5 separate regions of the Mus musculus genome follow, and all the other regions are linked to region 1. Evidence: chromatin contacts called from public promoter capture Hi-C data. All regions are on one chromosome and are shown on one strand. Each heading gives the region's core, a stretch centred on a gene start, on an enhancer-like site or on the middle of the called end of the contact. The rest is flanking DNA. Distances are from core to core; before and after follow the strand shown. Region 1 holds the start of Phlpp1 (PH domain and leucine rich repeat protein phosphatase 1). Region 2 overlaps Vps4b (vacuolar protein sorting 4B). Region 3 overlaps Pign (phosphatidylinositol glycan anchor biosynthesis, class N). Region 4 holds the start of Vps4b (vacuolar protein sorting 4B). Region 5 has its middle 19 kb from the start of Vps4b.

What was found. Promoter capture Hi-C pulls out the DNA fragments that hold promoters and counts their contacts. Capture Hi-C pulls out chosen DNA fragments and counts their contacts.
Region 2: a promoter capture Hi-C map of liver shows a contact between it and region 1, with 4 times the contacts expected there. The contact joins the enhancer-like site here to the promoter of Phlpp1 in region 1. A contact is called at or near these places in 17 of 39 promoter capture datasets (the 3T3-L1 cell line, 3T3-L1-derived adipocytes, the C10 cell line and 13 more), 1 of 15 datasets of contacts at CTCF or cohesin (the NIH/3T3 cell line), 8 of 484 Hi-C or Micro-C datasets (the G1E-ER4 cell line, LSK cells, cardiomyocytes and 5 more), 5 of 115 datasets of contacts at active chromatin or transcription factors (the NIH/3T3 cell line, bone marrow-derived macrophages, embryonic stem cells and 2 more) and 2 of 9 other capture datasets (adipose tissue and liver).
Region 3: a promoter capture Hi-C map of the C10 cell line shows a contact between it and region 1. The contact joins the enhancer-like site here to the promoter of Phlpp1 in region 1. A contact is called at or near these places in 5 of 39 promoter capture datasets (the C10 cell line, the HPC-7 cell line, cranial neural crest and 2 more), 1 of 15 datasets of contacts at CTCF or cohesin (the NIH/3T3 cell line) and 3 of 484 Hi-C or Micro-C datasets (cerebellum, erythroblasts and natural killer cells).
Region 4: a contact with region 1 is called in a promoter capture Hi-C map of adipose tissue, with 3 times the contacts expected there. The contact joins the promoter of Vps4b here to the promoter of Phlpp1 in region 1. A contact is called at or near these places in 13 of 39 promoter capture datasets (the HPC-7 cell line, HPC-7-derived erythroid cells, cranial neural crest and 9 more), 2 of 15 datasets of contacts at CTCF or cohesin (both in the NIH/3T3 cell line), 21 of 484 Hi-C or Micro-C datasets (B cells, CD4 T cells, CD8 T cells and 10 more), 19 of 115 datasets of contacts at active chromatin or transcription factors (acute myeloid leukemia, astrocytes, cardiomyocytes and 11 more) and 2 of 9 other capture datasets (adipose tissue and liver).
Region 5: a contact with region 1 is called in a promoter capture Hi-C map of the HPC-7 cell line, with 5 times the contacts expected there. The contact joins the enhancer-like site here to the promoter of Phlpp1 in region 1. A contact is called at or near these places in 18 of 39 promoter capture datasets (the 3T3-L1 cell line, 3T3-L1-derived adipocytes, the C10 cell line and 12 more), 4 of 484 Hi-C or Micro-C datasets (B cells, CD8 T cells, the HPC-7 cell line and 1 more), 7 of 115 datasets of contacts at active chromatin or transcription factors (the NIH/3T3 cell line, astrocytes, embryonic forebrain and 4 more) and 2 of 9 other capture datasets (adipose tissue and liver).

Annotation. Positions count from the first base shown.
Region 1 is chr1:106,170,547-106,173,246 of GRCm38.p6, reverse strand. Phlpp1 (PH domain and leucine rich repeat protein phosphatase 1) reads right to left here and starts at 1,378. Exons shown (of 17, transcript NM_133821.3): 1 at 1-1,378. The coding sequence starts at 1,243. It overlaps Gm20753 (predicted gene, 20753), which reads left to right and starts at 1,723. Exons shown (of 3, transcript NR_040630.1): 1 at 1,723-1,907.
Region 2 is chr1:106,773,796-106,776,533 of GRCm38.p6, reverse strand. It overlaps Vps4b (vacuolar protein sorting 4B), which reads left to right. Exons shown (of 11, transcript NM_009190.2): 10 at 2,387-2,527. Among named protein-coding and RNA genes, the nearest start is that of Kdsr, 15 kb to the right of the region's middle. Within about 2 kb of position 1,388, at least 6 of the 459 cell types and tissues checked have an H3K27ac peak or open chromatin away from gene starts, as enhancers often do. A contact at or near this core is called in liver, where this site is marked.
Region 3 is chr1:105,643,048-105,645,747 of GRCm38.p6, reverse strand. Pign (phosphatidylinositol glycan anchor biosynthesis, class N) reads left to right here. Exons shown (of 31, transcript NM_013784.3): 11 at 1,229-1,269. Among named protein-coding and RNA genes, the nearest start is that of Pign, 19 kb to the left of the region's middle. Within about 2 kb of position 1,442, at least 4 of the 459 cell types and tissues checked have an H3K27ac peak or open chromatin away from gene starts, as enhancers often do.
Region 4 is chr1:106,795,225-106,797,997 of GRCm38.p6, reverse strand. It overlaps Vps4b (vacuolar protein sorting 4B), which reads left to right and starts at 1,273. Exons shown (of 11, transcript NM_009190.2): 1 at 1,273-1,577. The coding sequence starts at 1,551.
Region 5 is chr1:106,814,197-106,816,896 of GRCm38.p6, reverse strand. No RefSeq gene overlaps it. Among named protein-coding and RNA genes, the nearest start is that of Vps4b, 19 kb to the right of the region's middle. Within about 2 kb of position 1,391, at least 39 of the 459 cell types and tissues checked have an H3K27ac peak or open chromatin away from gene starts, as enhancers often do. A contact at or near this core is called in the HPC-7 cell line and hematopoietic stem and progenitor cells, where this site is marked.

The sequences.
Region 1 (2,700 bases), core at 129-2,628:
TCCTCCCCGAAGTCGACAGAGGAACGTCCGGAGCTGCGGCTGCCATCGCCTTATCGTCTCCGGGACCCTCGCCCGCTATCACGCCAGTGCTGTCTACGCCCGTCGGGGCTTTCGGCTGCAGTAAAGCCGAGGTCTTCGGGGAAGGCGGCCGAGGCTGCGCGGGGCGGCCGGGGCGGTGGGGCATGGCCGGATCAGCCTCTAACTCCTCCGACGACGACGAGGAGCCGCCGCCGCCGCTGCTGTAGGGGTCCAGCCGGTCTGACACGCTCTCGGCGCTGGGGCTCAGGCTGAAGCTCTCGGTGTCAGAGGCCGGGCGCGGGGCGCGGGGAGGGGACCCGGGGCCGCCCGCGAACAGCTCTCCGGGGCTGGAGTCCGAAGGCGCGGGGCTGATGCGGGGTGCACAGCGCGTCCAGGCGCCCCCGGGCAGCGGCAGATCGGCGGGAGGCGCGCGCGCAGGGCCCCGGACAGCACCAACAGTGCCGCTCGAGGGCGGTGGCTCCACGTCCCTTCCGTGCTCTCCGTCCAGGGTCTGATCGCTGGCGGCAGGGGCGGCGGCGGGAGGCGGCCCGTAGCCCAGCACCTTCACCACCCCGCCGCCTTTGTGGCCCAGCTGCAGAAGCCGGGCCGCCACCTCGGCGGCCGTGGTGTCCAGCGTGCAGAGCACTGGGCGCAGGTAGGACGAGGCCATGTGGCGGTCAAAGACGTGCACACAGCCCCGCTGGAGCTGGTGCCTCACCCAGTCCCTGTCCGACGGCTGCAGCTGAAGCAGCTGCCGGTGCTTCAGGAGCAGCGTCTTCCTGTCCAGGCTCCGGGTGCACAGCGACGCCGAGGCCGAGCAGGACGCCGGGAGGCCGCCAGCGGCCGAAGACGCCGAGGACGGCGACGAGGACGACGAGGCGGCGGCGGCGGCCGACAGATTCCTCTTCAGCCGCCCTCTCTTCAGCAGCAGCGAGTTGGCGCCGCCGCCGGCCGCGGGCACCGGAGCGGCCCCACCGGCCGCGGGCTGGGGAGCTCCCCGCCGCCGCCTGCGCCCGGTGCCTCCGGCGCGGCCGGGCAGCGGCCCCGGCGGCGCCTCGCAGGGGGCCTCCTCTCGCGCCGCGCCGCCGTTCCCGCCGCTCGGGGCCGCCGCGCTCAGCGCGGGATCCGGACACCGGCCGCCCTCGGCCGCCGCCGCCGCCAGGGCTTGGTCCTCACCCGTGGGGTCCGCGAGTCGCTGTGCCGGGGCTGCAGCGGCGGGCTCCATCGTAGCGGGGCTTCACGTCGCTCCCCCAGCTCCGGAGGCAGCGGAGGAGGAGGAGGTGAGGCGAAGGTGGGAGACGGCGGCGGCGGCGGCGCGAAGAGAACGGAGACGCCGATGGCGTTCGGCGCGGCCGCTCCAGAGGATTATGTGGCGATCCGGAGCATTCCGTCGGTGTCTCGGTGTTCCATCCCGCGCGCCGCCCGCCCGTTTCGCCGCCACCGCCCCCCCACACACACCCTCCCCGCGGGTCGCGGGCTCCCCAGCGCCAGGCCCCGCCCGCTGCTGGACAGCCTCAGCTCCCGGGAGCTGCGGCCCGAGCTCGCCTCATGAATATTAATGAAGCGCGGGAAGGCGGGCGGTGGCGGGGCGGAGTTGATCATGAATATGCATCGTTAGCATGACGACATTTCTGCGGAGAGCGGGAGGCTGGGGGCGGGGCCTCAGGGTAAACAAACGTGACGCGTGCGTACGGGGGTGGGGCGGAGCTGTTTCCCAGGAGGTTTGTCCTCGCCATAGAGGAGAGGTGGCGAGAGGGGCTCGCGTTGCACAGTGGGGGTTGTAGTTCATCTTCGTGTCGAGGATACCCAGAAGAGACCAACAGCGAACTACAAGGCCCAGATATCATCAAATTCTGCCCACCCTCTCCTCCAGCTTCTGGCCCTTGTTGGTGGGTATTGTGCCCTCTGCCGTTGAACTCTGTGTCCTGTGAACGTTTTTCATTAACTTGATCCTCTCCTGCTTGCCAGATGAGTTTTATTTTCCTGGCTAATTGAAATTGAGAGTTTTTAGGAACTCTAAACTCTAGGTAAGGCCTTTGTATGAGACAAAAATACATACACAGTTCACAGGATCGCTGGCCCCGTCTTCCTGACTTTTTCCGCACTTTTTTCAAGGCCCATGAAAGCTAGCAGTGTTTGCACTCAAATTAAACCCATTTACTCCCTCCCCTATTAGGACAGAAATAGCTAAGGACCTGCTTGGAGCCTTGTATCCCGTTGGTTTTAAGCTTAAAAGAAGCTTAACGACACAAAGCAGTGGACGAAGGAAGAAATATTAAAATGGAGTCATAGTGGGATAGGAGATAGACTTGCTTTCTCTTGGTTCTTTCTGGATTTTTCTTTCCGCACTCGGGGCCGGGTAGAAAGGGTGAATGAGACAAGGTTTCCCAGTCTAGTCTGTTCTCCATACTTCCGTCCACAAACTGCTCACCACCTACGCTCTACCTATGTTGTATGGGTGTTTACTGTTACATTGTATGATCTATAAACATTTTTTTATTGGTTGAACCAAGCTGGTTTAGGGCAATTAACTATTTGAAATAATTTGATAAACGTTGGTCATTGAGTTGCCACTCTCATGATGGCATTGCAGATGTAGACACTAATTAAAAGTCTTTTTCCGGAGTTAGAGGGCTCAGCAGCTAAGAGCGTGGGCTGCTCTTCAAGAAGACCCATATAATA
Region 2 (2,738 bases), core at 139-2,638, 600 kb before region 1:
CGTGTAGTGCTTTTGTACAGTAGCAGCTTGTTAGAGAGAAATGTGGTTCAGGATTAAATATATGCCATAGCCATCATATTTTCTTTTTAATTCCCTTTGCACTTAGAAAATAAATTCTTAGGACCTTAGACTTTTCTTACCTAGAATTTGTCACTCATTTCTACATTTTGGTACCAGGGACCTCATATGTGAACATGAAGCCAGGTCTTAATATCATAAAGGCTAAAGCAAGCATAATTTTTAAAAACCATAATTAGTAATGTATCTTAATTGTACAGATTAGTGGCTTCACTGTGATATCTGCATCACACATGGATAGTGTTCTTTATAATCTAATTAGCTTTAACACTAGGGTTTTGGATCACCATCTGCAGTAGATATTCCCATGTTTCCATCCTTCCACTTTTGAAACTGTTACAACTAAAAGAACAGACGTATTTGCCTGTTTATTTCAGTTATCTAACATAGTAAGTCTGAGCCCAGAGTCAGTCAGGATGTAATCAGCCAAAAACAAAGACAAAAATCCCTGGTCTCATGCAGTTGAGAAAAAAATATAGATATAAACTTAAGTGTGAGTGTGTACACAGTAGGTTTGTACACAGTTAAGGAAGCCAGGGTATATTTTACACCTATTCAGTCTTGAAATAAAGGTGATCATCATGAAATAGACTTGAAAGCAACCACCTAAATAAATATATGCTACTTTGTAACAAAGGGTTGTTTTCTAGATATTGCTAAAATCTTGCTTTAACTAAGTTACATTTCATGAAATCACATAGACATTATTAAGCATGTAATTTTATTTCTGTCCTAGTTTTATATTGCTGTGATGAAACAATATAACCAAAAGCAGTCTGGGGAGGACAGGGTTTGTTTATTTGGCTTACAGGCTGATGATACTCCATGGTAAAGAGAAGTCAGAGCAGGAACCTAGAAACAGAAACTGATGCAGAGACATGGAGGAGTGCTGCTCAGTGGCACTCCTTTCTAGAAACACAGGACATCCAGTACAGAGGTGATATCACCCACAGTGGGCTGGATCTCCCCACGCAAGTCATAATCAAGAAAGGATCCATGGACTTGCCTGTAGGCCATCTGATAAAAGCATTTTTCTCAATAGAGATCCCTTCTTCACACATGATTCTCCCTCCTGTCAAGTTGACAAAAAGCCAACTAGCATAGTATGTATATGTCTTCTTAGTTTCTTTTCTATGCTCTGAAGAGACACCATGACCAAGGCCAAGACAGCTTATAAAAGAAAACGTTTAACTGAAAGCTTGCTTGTATTTTTTAGATGGTAATTCCATGACCATCATGGTAGGTAGCATGGCAGGAGGCAGACAGGCACGGCACTGGAGCAGTAACTGAGAGCTTACTTTTTTTTATTGGCAAGTGTCAGGCAGAGAGAGTGTGACCTGGGCTTTTGAAACCTCCAAGTCAAAGCTCAATGACACACTTTTCCAACAAGGCCATACCTCCTAATCCTTCCTAAGCCCTCGGCCACCTGGAGACCAAACCTTCAAATGTGTGAGACTGTGGGAGCCGTCCTCATTTAAACCAGCACACATGGGATTCTCAAGTTTTTGTTAAGAGAGAGACCTAAAGATTGAGTAATTTAAGACTAATCCTACACAATATCTCAAGCTTTCTTTCAGGCATGGAAAAGAGCAACTTGGGAGAGTTTTGTAATGTTTGTTTTGATCTATAATGTAACTACCACTTAATAAGCATTACAGGAAGAATAGGGTAGCTAGAAGGAGCTGTTTCTTTTTCAAAACTTTTCTTTTTAACCCTAGTTTATTTTTCCTTATATATTCTATTTTTCCTAGAGTAAATATTTTAAATACAATCTAAAAATTAATGTATTTTGCCGAAGACTATCCCCTTTTTGGGTTTCCTATCTGCATGGAATGGGTCTCTAGTTGCAGGTGGACAAGGAGTCAGTGAATGAATGACAAACAGAAGCGACACACGAGATTCTGTAGAATCTGAATGCAATTTGACAAATCAAGCATCAGACTTTTTATACAGAAAATAGGGAAGTTAGGTGACATATCGGCCAGGTACAAATGAGATTACCGGATTCTTATACAAAACAGAGGAATGCAAACATGGAAGGACTGGCAAGAACCAACTGGGATAAAATTCAGTGTTTAACAACTGGGATCAAAAACAGTTCCACCTAAGGTCCACTTAATCTTAGAAGCCAGGGTCAAGGGTCGTTTCCATGAACTTTTCGCCTTGGAACGGTGCCCAGGTTTTGGGGGCCTGTCGCGCTTGTCACTGCTGGAGTGGATGTAGCAATATTTTTAACTTTTCTGATAGTGACCGGAATCTTAATTCTTATTTCATTTACTCAGATGAAATCAAGTCACTATCATTACAGGTTCGAGGACCCTCAAGAGCTGATCCTAACTGCATTGTAAATGACCTGCTGACACCCTGCTCTCCGGGAGACCCTGGGGCTATTGAAATGACATGGATGGATGTTCCTGGAGATAAACTCTTGGAGCCAGTTGTTTCCATGGTGGGACATTTTAAAATTTTATACACTTATATGTCATTTCGTTTCTATAGCACTAGAGAATGTTATGATCAAGCTCATGTATTTAATACTTGAAGAGAATTGTAAGTATTAATTTTGTTTACATGTAAAAATAGTTATCTAAAGGTGTGAGACTTGTGTTAATGAAAAGGTTGTATTTTGAAAGCACAATTTGCTCTGACTTAAGTCATCC
Region 3 (2,700 bases), core at 193-2,692, 530 kb after region 1:
ATGGCCTGTTCATAGCACTATTCATGCCATGGAAACCCTTGTCTAGTAGATTAAAACTATTATAAACAAAATTTATTTGTTATGAGTAAGTGCTGTATTAGTTACTTTGAATTGATATAATAAACCTCATGACTAAAAGCAGTGTGGGAAGGACTTTGACATAAGATCTGATACCCTGAATCTAGTAGAAGGTAGGAAATATGTTTGAACTATAGGCACAGGGAAGGAATTTCTGAACAAGAATCCAGTAATGGAAGTATTAAGACCAACAACTGATAAATGGGACCACATGAAAATAAAAACATCTGTACAGTAAAGGACACCATCATTTGGATAAAGAAGCAGCTTACAGAATGGAAAAAAATCTTTACCAAATGCATATCTGACAGGGAGTTAGTAACTAGATTATGTAAAGAACTCAAAAACTAAAGAACAAGAAAAACAAAGATTGGGGCATAGAACAGAAAGTTCTCAAAAAATGAAATACAAATAGCTGAGAGATAATTAATTTTTTAATATTCTAATATTTAGCCATTAGGGAAATGCAAATCAAAGTTACTTAGCACCTTAGCTTAGTCAGAAGTATTAATCCCCAAAAGACAAATGACAACAAATGCTGATGGAGGATATGGGGAAAGGACAGACTCACAGCTGGTTATTCACTTACTCCCTGCTGGCGTGCAAACTGGTACAACCAACCACTCTGGAAATCAGCGTGAGGTTTCTCAAAAAGGTAGGAATAGAACTGCCCCATGAAGGAATTTTAATAGTAATTTCATATACCACTTTTAAAATGTTGTGTTAATGATCCTAGGAGCCTCACAGCTATAGATGTAACTATTTTGCTAACAGATGTCCACCCAGAGAAAGGGAGGGAGGGCTGTTGGCTGTTGTGCTGTGTGTTACTTACTAAGTAGCTGATACTACAGTGAATAGTAGCCTTGCTGACAGTTGCCATTAGGCTTGTATTTCCCTTTTTGTTTCCTTGGATGTTTTGGGTATTATGTCTCCTGAACATTTAAAAAAATGTTAAAAGCTTAATAAAACACAGAAAACACTAAAGAGTTATTTTTATTCCTCTGCTATTTTAACATCTCTCCTTTTTTTTTTTATATGTTTGGTTGAGAGAGAGGTTTCCAATACATGTGGAGTGTCCAGCACTCCTGAAAATAAGACAGTTTGTTCTTCTTAAAAATCTTAACATCATATTTATGTCTCTTTCATTCAGAATGGAGATTGGAAAACTGGAAAAGGAGAGATGTCAATCAGGTATCCTTTTAAATTTAATTATGTTATTTTCTATAAGAAATTTAGAGAAAAAGTGGCAGTAATAATAATAGCAAAATATTTTCGAACATTCCTTTTATGGAGACTACTTCTAATTCGAGTGCTTTGGCCTGACTAATCTTGTGCCAATTAAAACAAACAACAACAAGTACCAGGTGGGTTGTTGAGATGGTCAAGTGGGTAAAGTGCTTGCCACATAAGCTTGACTGAGTTCAATGCCCCAGAGTCCCAAAGTTTGCAGAAATGAACTGAGTAGCATGCTGTGCTCTGATCTCTACATGCATGCTGTGGCATGCCTGCTCCCCTCCCATTCTCCATCTTCCGCACAATAAGAAATAAACAATTTTTAAAACCATCAATTGAAACTAAAGCCCCCTCCCTGGGGGCTCCGGTCCTCAAGCATTCTTACTATAAAAAAAAGACCTGAATGCAAATCCTAGCACCCAATAAAGTCTGCAAGGCTTCATGTGCCTCTAACCTTAGTGTTGGAAGGTGAAGACCAATAGGTTCCAGGAGCGTGCTGAACTGTCAGCCTGTTTAGTAGACTAAGTCTCTAGTTAAGTGAGTAACCCCGTCTCAAAATATAAGATGGAGAACAATAGAAGACCCCTACCCCAACATCCTCCTCTGACTTCCTCTGGCCTATGCATGCATGCATTCTGCCAAACACAAGTGTGTACCCCAAACCTTCTACCTGAAAGGCTCCTTCCACATACTAGTCAGGACTTGTTCTATTAAGTCTAAACTTAAAATCTTATTAAATTTCTTTGACTGTAATGGTTGCTGTCTCCATCAGAGTTTCTATTCCTGCACAAAACGTCATGACCAAGATGCAAGTTGGGGAGGAAAGGGTTTATTCAGCTTACACTTCCACATTGCTCTTCATCACTGAAGGAAGTCAGGACTGGAACTCAAGCAGGCCAGGAAGCAGGAGCTGTTGCAGACGCCATGGAGGGATGTTTCTCACTGGCTTGCTCAGCTTGCTCTCTTATAGAACCCAAGACTACCAGCCCAGAAATAGTACCACCCACAAGGGATACTCCCTCCTTGATCAATAATTGGAAAAATGCCCCACAGCTGGATCTCATAGAGGCACTTCCCCAACTGCAGCTCTTTTCTTTATGATAACTCCAGCCTGTGGCAAGTTGACACACAAAACCAGCCAGTACAGTTGCATTGCTTACATTAAACAGAAGTACATTAACATTCCTCTTAGGAGTTTCTTTCCTTGCTCTCAGTTACTGTTCGTCTTGTTAATAGATACTTCGCTTTTCACTGTATTTTAACCTAATAATCACCCTTAATAATGCAATGGAAAAGTATGACAAGAGTTTAGATTACTTAGCTACAGACCTTTTGTTAAGAGGAGAGTATGTGTGTAACTTAAGAAAGCGAGACTGGGCAGTGGTGACT
Region 4 (2,773 bases), core at 24-2,523, 620 kb before region 1:
AAAGAACCCAAAGAAACACATGCACACAAAAATTACATTAAAGCACAAAATTAGAAACTACAACATACAGGAAAAAGACAAGGTAGAAAAGAATGTTCAAAGTATGAGACAAAAAGTCTACAAAAATACCTTTGAGTTTGTTTGTGTCGGCCTAGGACCTGTCCTTAAGCGTGGTTTATATACCCGTTAAGGTTTCATTGGAGAAAATTAATTTTTCCTTTGCAAGTGAGTGTCATTGCAGATAGTTTCTTGGTTAGGGTGGGAGCGCTCATCCACTTCCCCCTTTCGGTGCTGGGACCCCATCTGACTTGAACTCTGCTCTTCAGTCCTTTTGTGACTCTGCTTCCTTGGAGTCCTCCAAACTCCTCTGGCTCTTAGTCTTTCCTCCTCTTCTAGATTTCTTTGCTCTGGGGTGGAGGGATGAAGATAGCCCATTAGGTCTCTCACTGAACACTGACTGTTCAGTTCCGGGTCTCTGGTTAGTTCCCATATACTACAAGAGGAAACTCCTTTGATGATTGGAGAGTGAATCACTGATCTATGGGTGTAGCAGAATGTTGTTGGGAGTCATTTTTATTGCTGTGTGTGTTTTTTTTTAATCAGAACAACAGTATGTGGTTTTCTCCTAAGACCATGATTATCCAGTCTAAAGTTCATGGCTACCCAAGCAGTTTTGTTCCATCCCATAGCTGGGTCTTATATCCAACCAGAGAGTGGCTGGCTATTCTTACATTTGTGCCAGTATTGAGCCAGCCTATCTGCAAGCAGCTCACCACTGTAGGTCCCACGGTTTGTAGCTGGGTGATGGTTACCTTTCTCCTCTGGTTCTGTGCAAAGTACCTCCCAGTACCGTAAACACTAGACAGTAGGGGTGAAGGCTCCATTTACATTTTACCATTTTATATACACAATAGGTATTTTATTGTGCTGGAATATAAGGAGCAGATAGCAATAATTTCGAAAAGAAAACCTTAGTTTGAAACGCTTGCACAAGAGTTGCAAAAAGAATTTTCGAATTCCAACGTACTTGTCATCCAGCTTTCTCTTAATAGCATCTGAAATGACTGTACTATTGCTTACTAAAACTAAAATGTTAATGTCCGATACATTAGCTGAGCTACACACTTTTGTCACACTTTTATGTTTTAACAACTGACGTCCCTCTCCAGCACCAGACTTCACTCCAGAATCCCCCACATGCCTTTAGGCTGACTTCCGCATCTCGGCTTCCTGTTCTCATTTCGCGAGAGTTCATTTGTGGCGAAACGCATCCTGGGTGACTGGTTAGCGCGTGTGCGGATGACGAAGCGGAAGTGCCCGGGCCAGAGGCGGGACCAGAGCCCTAAGGGGCTCGAAATTACGGAAGTTTTGTGCGGAGGGTCGGGTGGCTGCTGGAGTTCCTGCTGGATTTACGGCTCCGGAGCTGGGGCTGCCGCTGGGGGGGTCTCAGAGCCGCCAGCCTCCGCACGGTTTGCGGTGGTGACCCGGGCGCGACTCGACGGCGCTGCTGCGGGCCTTGTCTGTAGTAGGGGACCCCTCGGATCTCCACCATGGCGTCCACGAACACCAACCTGCAGGTACCGCGGTCCTTCTGGGCTCCTCTGGGCCCCTCTGGAGAGCCGGAGCCCGCGGGGAAGGAGTGGGGGCGGGGGACTGAGAAGCGGCCGCGCCCCTGTCCCCGGCGGAGGAGGGCGGGCCCGCGCAGACGGGACCCGGGCGAAGGGGCGCTTCCCAGCGGGGCCGGCCTTGGCATCGCCTCAGCCTCAAGGTCTGTGGGACTCTTGGTTTGCTTGTGAGATTGGAAAACAAAACAGCGGAGTTTGGGCCGAACTGGGCCGATCTCTCCAACCAGGAAGATCTCCAGTCTGTCCACCAAGAAGAAAGGAAAAGGGTTTTTTTTTTTGTTTGTTTGTTTTTGTTATTGTTTTTCCCAAAGCAGTACTCCGGACCAGTTTAGAATAAGGTTTGCCTTCTCAGTTCCTTACGCTGATAAACAAAGACGTCCAGGTATCCGGTGAATAGGCCAAGAACCTTAGGTTAGAGCGAGCCTGTTGGCACCATCCCCATGAATTCATTAAGAGTATGTTCTCCCGAATTACTGAATTTAAGATCAGGGAGTATTTTAATCTGTATCTTCACTTTCCCGCCCTCATCGCAAAACAAAAACAAAAAGTGTTTTCTAGGTACATTTCGGATTCCTAAGATAATGTTAGAAAGGGGTTATTGCTGCTTCGTGGAACGGTGTGCATTGGCAAATGTTTGTAACGCCGTCTCCCATCATCCTTGGTTCGTCCATGGGGTCCAGAAGAATAACCAAGACTTCTAGCCAAATAGGTTGGTTAGTTTCTTACCAAGGAGTAGGACAAAGTACCCTTAAATATTGGTCTTCTGGTAGTCAAATAGGTATTTGTTCAGTGTCTGATATAAGTAACAATGATAATGTAAACATATTTCCTTAACGTAGGATAATTGATTCTGAAGAAATTCCACCCAAAGGAAGGGCATTTGAATAGGGATCACTCCACACCAAGACGGGGAGTAGAGGTTTGTCTAGTGGGTCTTATCCTGAAACTCAACCTAAAAGATTATGAATGATTGCTCTCTTTTATAAAGTCTAAATGCAGCCATGGCTCATTTTTAAGAATTAAGAGTAAGTTCACTATTAATCTGTATGTATATTTTTTTTTCCACAGAGTTTTTGTAACCTTATATTTTGTAGCCCTTTTCGGAAAATGCTGGGGTTTTGTTTTGGTTGTTTTGTGGGGTGGTTAGT
Region 5 (2,700 bases), core at 142-2,641, 640 kb before region 1:
AGAGCCTCTGAAACTACAGATGCATCCCATCCCACCACACCCGGCTGTTGTTTAGCCTCTCGTGTCTATGTTTTCCTTACCACGCTACCTATCTCTAAAATGGCTTGGTATTTTAAATCGGTCCCTCAAAGCCAAACGTAATTACGGTACTCGAGACCATTGTGCATGGTGGAGATGTGTTTTGGCGTTTATGCTTGACTCCTGGGGAACAGAATAGGAATGAAAGTCTTGGTGATTTCGAAGTGAGACCCAAGGACAGTCTCACTTCAGTGCTTTCAAATTTACTCTTATCTTAAAACAAGATCAGTGATTCCTGCTTTATAAGGTTGCTGCAAAGATGAGAGGCAGTTGGTTGGGTTTGTGGCTGTAATGGATGCTCAGTGAATGGGGGTGGGGACGTTCCACCATTACTTTTACCTCTTTGAAACACTTAATAGCAAGAAATAGCATTTTGTTCCTAACAGAAAAATGAAAACAACTTTACAGCTATGGGCCTAGGGCAGTGATTCTCAACCTTCCTAATGTTGTGACCCTTTAATACCGTCCCTCTGGTTGTGGGGACCCCCACCCATCATATCATTTCATTAGTGCTTCGTAACTGTAATGTTCCTACTGCTACGGATCGTCATGTAAAATTCTGATATGCATGCTGCCTGCTATGAGAACCCCTGGGGGGTCGGGACCCACAGGCTGAGAACCAGCACATCAGTGTGTCTACCACAGCATAGAACCTTCTCTGATAGAGACTGTTGAGCATAAAAGTTTAGGGAGACTTACTCCTGGCCTCTGTTGGAAGAGCTTTGTACTGGCTAGTTTTGTGTCAACTTGACCCATCTGGAGTTATCACAGAGAAAGGAGCTTCAGTTGAGGAAATGCCTCCATGAGATACAACTGTAAGGCATTTTCTCAATTAGTGATCAAGGGGGAAAGGCCCCTGTGGGTGGGACCATCTCTGGGCTGGTAGTCTTGGGTCTATAAGAGAGCAGGCTGAGCAAGCCAGGGGAAGCAAGCCAGTAATGAACATCCCTCCATGGCCTCTGCATCAGCTCCTGCTTCCTGACCTGCTTGAGTTCCAGTCCTGACTTCCTTGGTGATGAACAGCAGTATGGAAGTGTAAGCCGAATAAACCCTTTCCTCCCCAACTTGCTTCTTGGTCATGATGTTTGTGCAGGAATAGAAACCCTGACTAAGACAAGCTTTATTTTACTCAGGTACATGGAACGATGCCTTTGTGGTGTATTGCAGTTAGACCTTGCAGTTATTTCCGACATGTAACACCCATGGGTCCCACGGGTCTTTAGGTCAGTTCCCACAGGCTCTGAGCTAGAGCTATGCTGCTGACTGAATGGGGCTTCTTCAGCTCAGGACTTTCTTCTGTCATAGTTTAGGTTCCTCTTTGTCATCGTGATCCCTGCAGAGCAGGGTCTTAATGCTCTGGGCTTCTGCATTTTTACCGCACTGTGGATTCTGTTGGATGTTTCCTCTTTCTTTTAGTAAAACAGAATAGCACGCATGTGTGTGCCATCTCTTGGTCTCCCAGTTAACAGCACAATTCTCTGAAAATTGTAAAGCTTCCATATTTTGCCAGCGGGGTTTGCTTCTGGGGCTGACTTCTAGCTAAGTGATTTACCCCTCATCAAGCACAGTTCACTCGCTGGTTTGGGAACTAGAATTTCCTGTTGACACTTGCAAGTGGGTGAACCTTTCTAAGAATCTTGTCTTATCACTTTCCCTAAAACCTCCATATCCACGCACTAGTCCTGTTCTCAGAGTTCGTAACCCATTCCTATTGAAAGAAGCCAGCATTGTGCAATAGTGTGTGACAAGAGTGAGCAGTGGTCCAGTGACTCGTGCAGGGATGGGCTGGCTACTCAGAGGAACCAAATCCTGAGCTGCCTTCTCAACAGGAGGGAAGATTCTGCTCTTGCTGAGGCCAAAAGAAAACTGAGTTTTCACATTGCAGCTGAGTTTCGAGGTGGTGTGTCCTTCCAAGCAGACCCCTTCTAATGCTCTAAGAAAGGCTTTGAGCTGTCTAACTGAAGTCTGGATTCAAACCTAGAACTTGAGAATTCTAAGCCTAGAGATAGCCATGTCCTCCACTCCACAGTGAGCAGGCATAGCATATAAAATCACATCACCATTATTTCTAAGATGTAATTGTATTATAATGCCCATGGGTTACATGATCTGTGTACAATGCCCCTCTTTTTTGTTTGAGAAATTTAGAAGGAGCTTGGAGGGTTACATGGCTCTCACGTAATAATCAACCCAGTATACATCTCTTGATTGACATGTTGGCTGCTTGGATCAATTACATGATACTTTACACTCTGTGGTCTTTGAAGAGATCTGGCTTATGAATAAGCTAATGTCTCCATGCCCCTCCAAAGTATATCTCTTGACCTAGATCTGCCATTTTGGGAGCTCTTATGATATCCATTTTCTAGTGTTTCTTACTTGTTCCTGGCACAGAAAAACTGCTTTGTGCTGGGGTAGTTCTTCCCTTAGTAGGGATAGTATACTTTCTCCTTTAAGAGGCAACTTGAACCTTTTGCTTCTAAAAAGCCCCACCATTTAAAAGATAGGCCCACAAACATGAGAACTGAGCACTGCTGTGCTTTTATGCCTTTGTGAATAATGTGGCCTGGCTGTGTGTTTAATAACTATGGATGCCTTGTCAGAGTAATATATAGAAAAAGT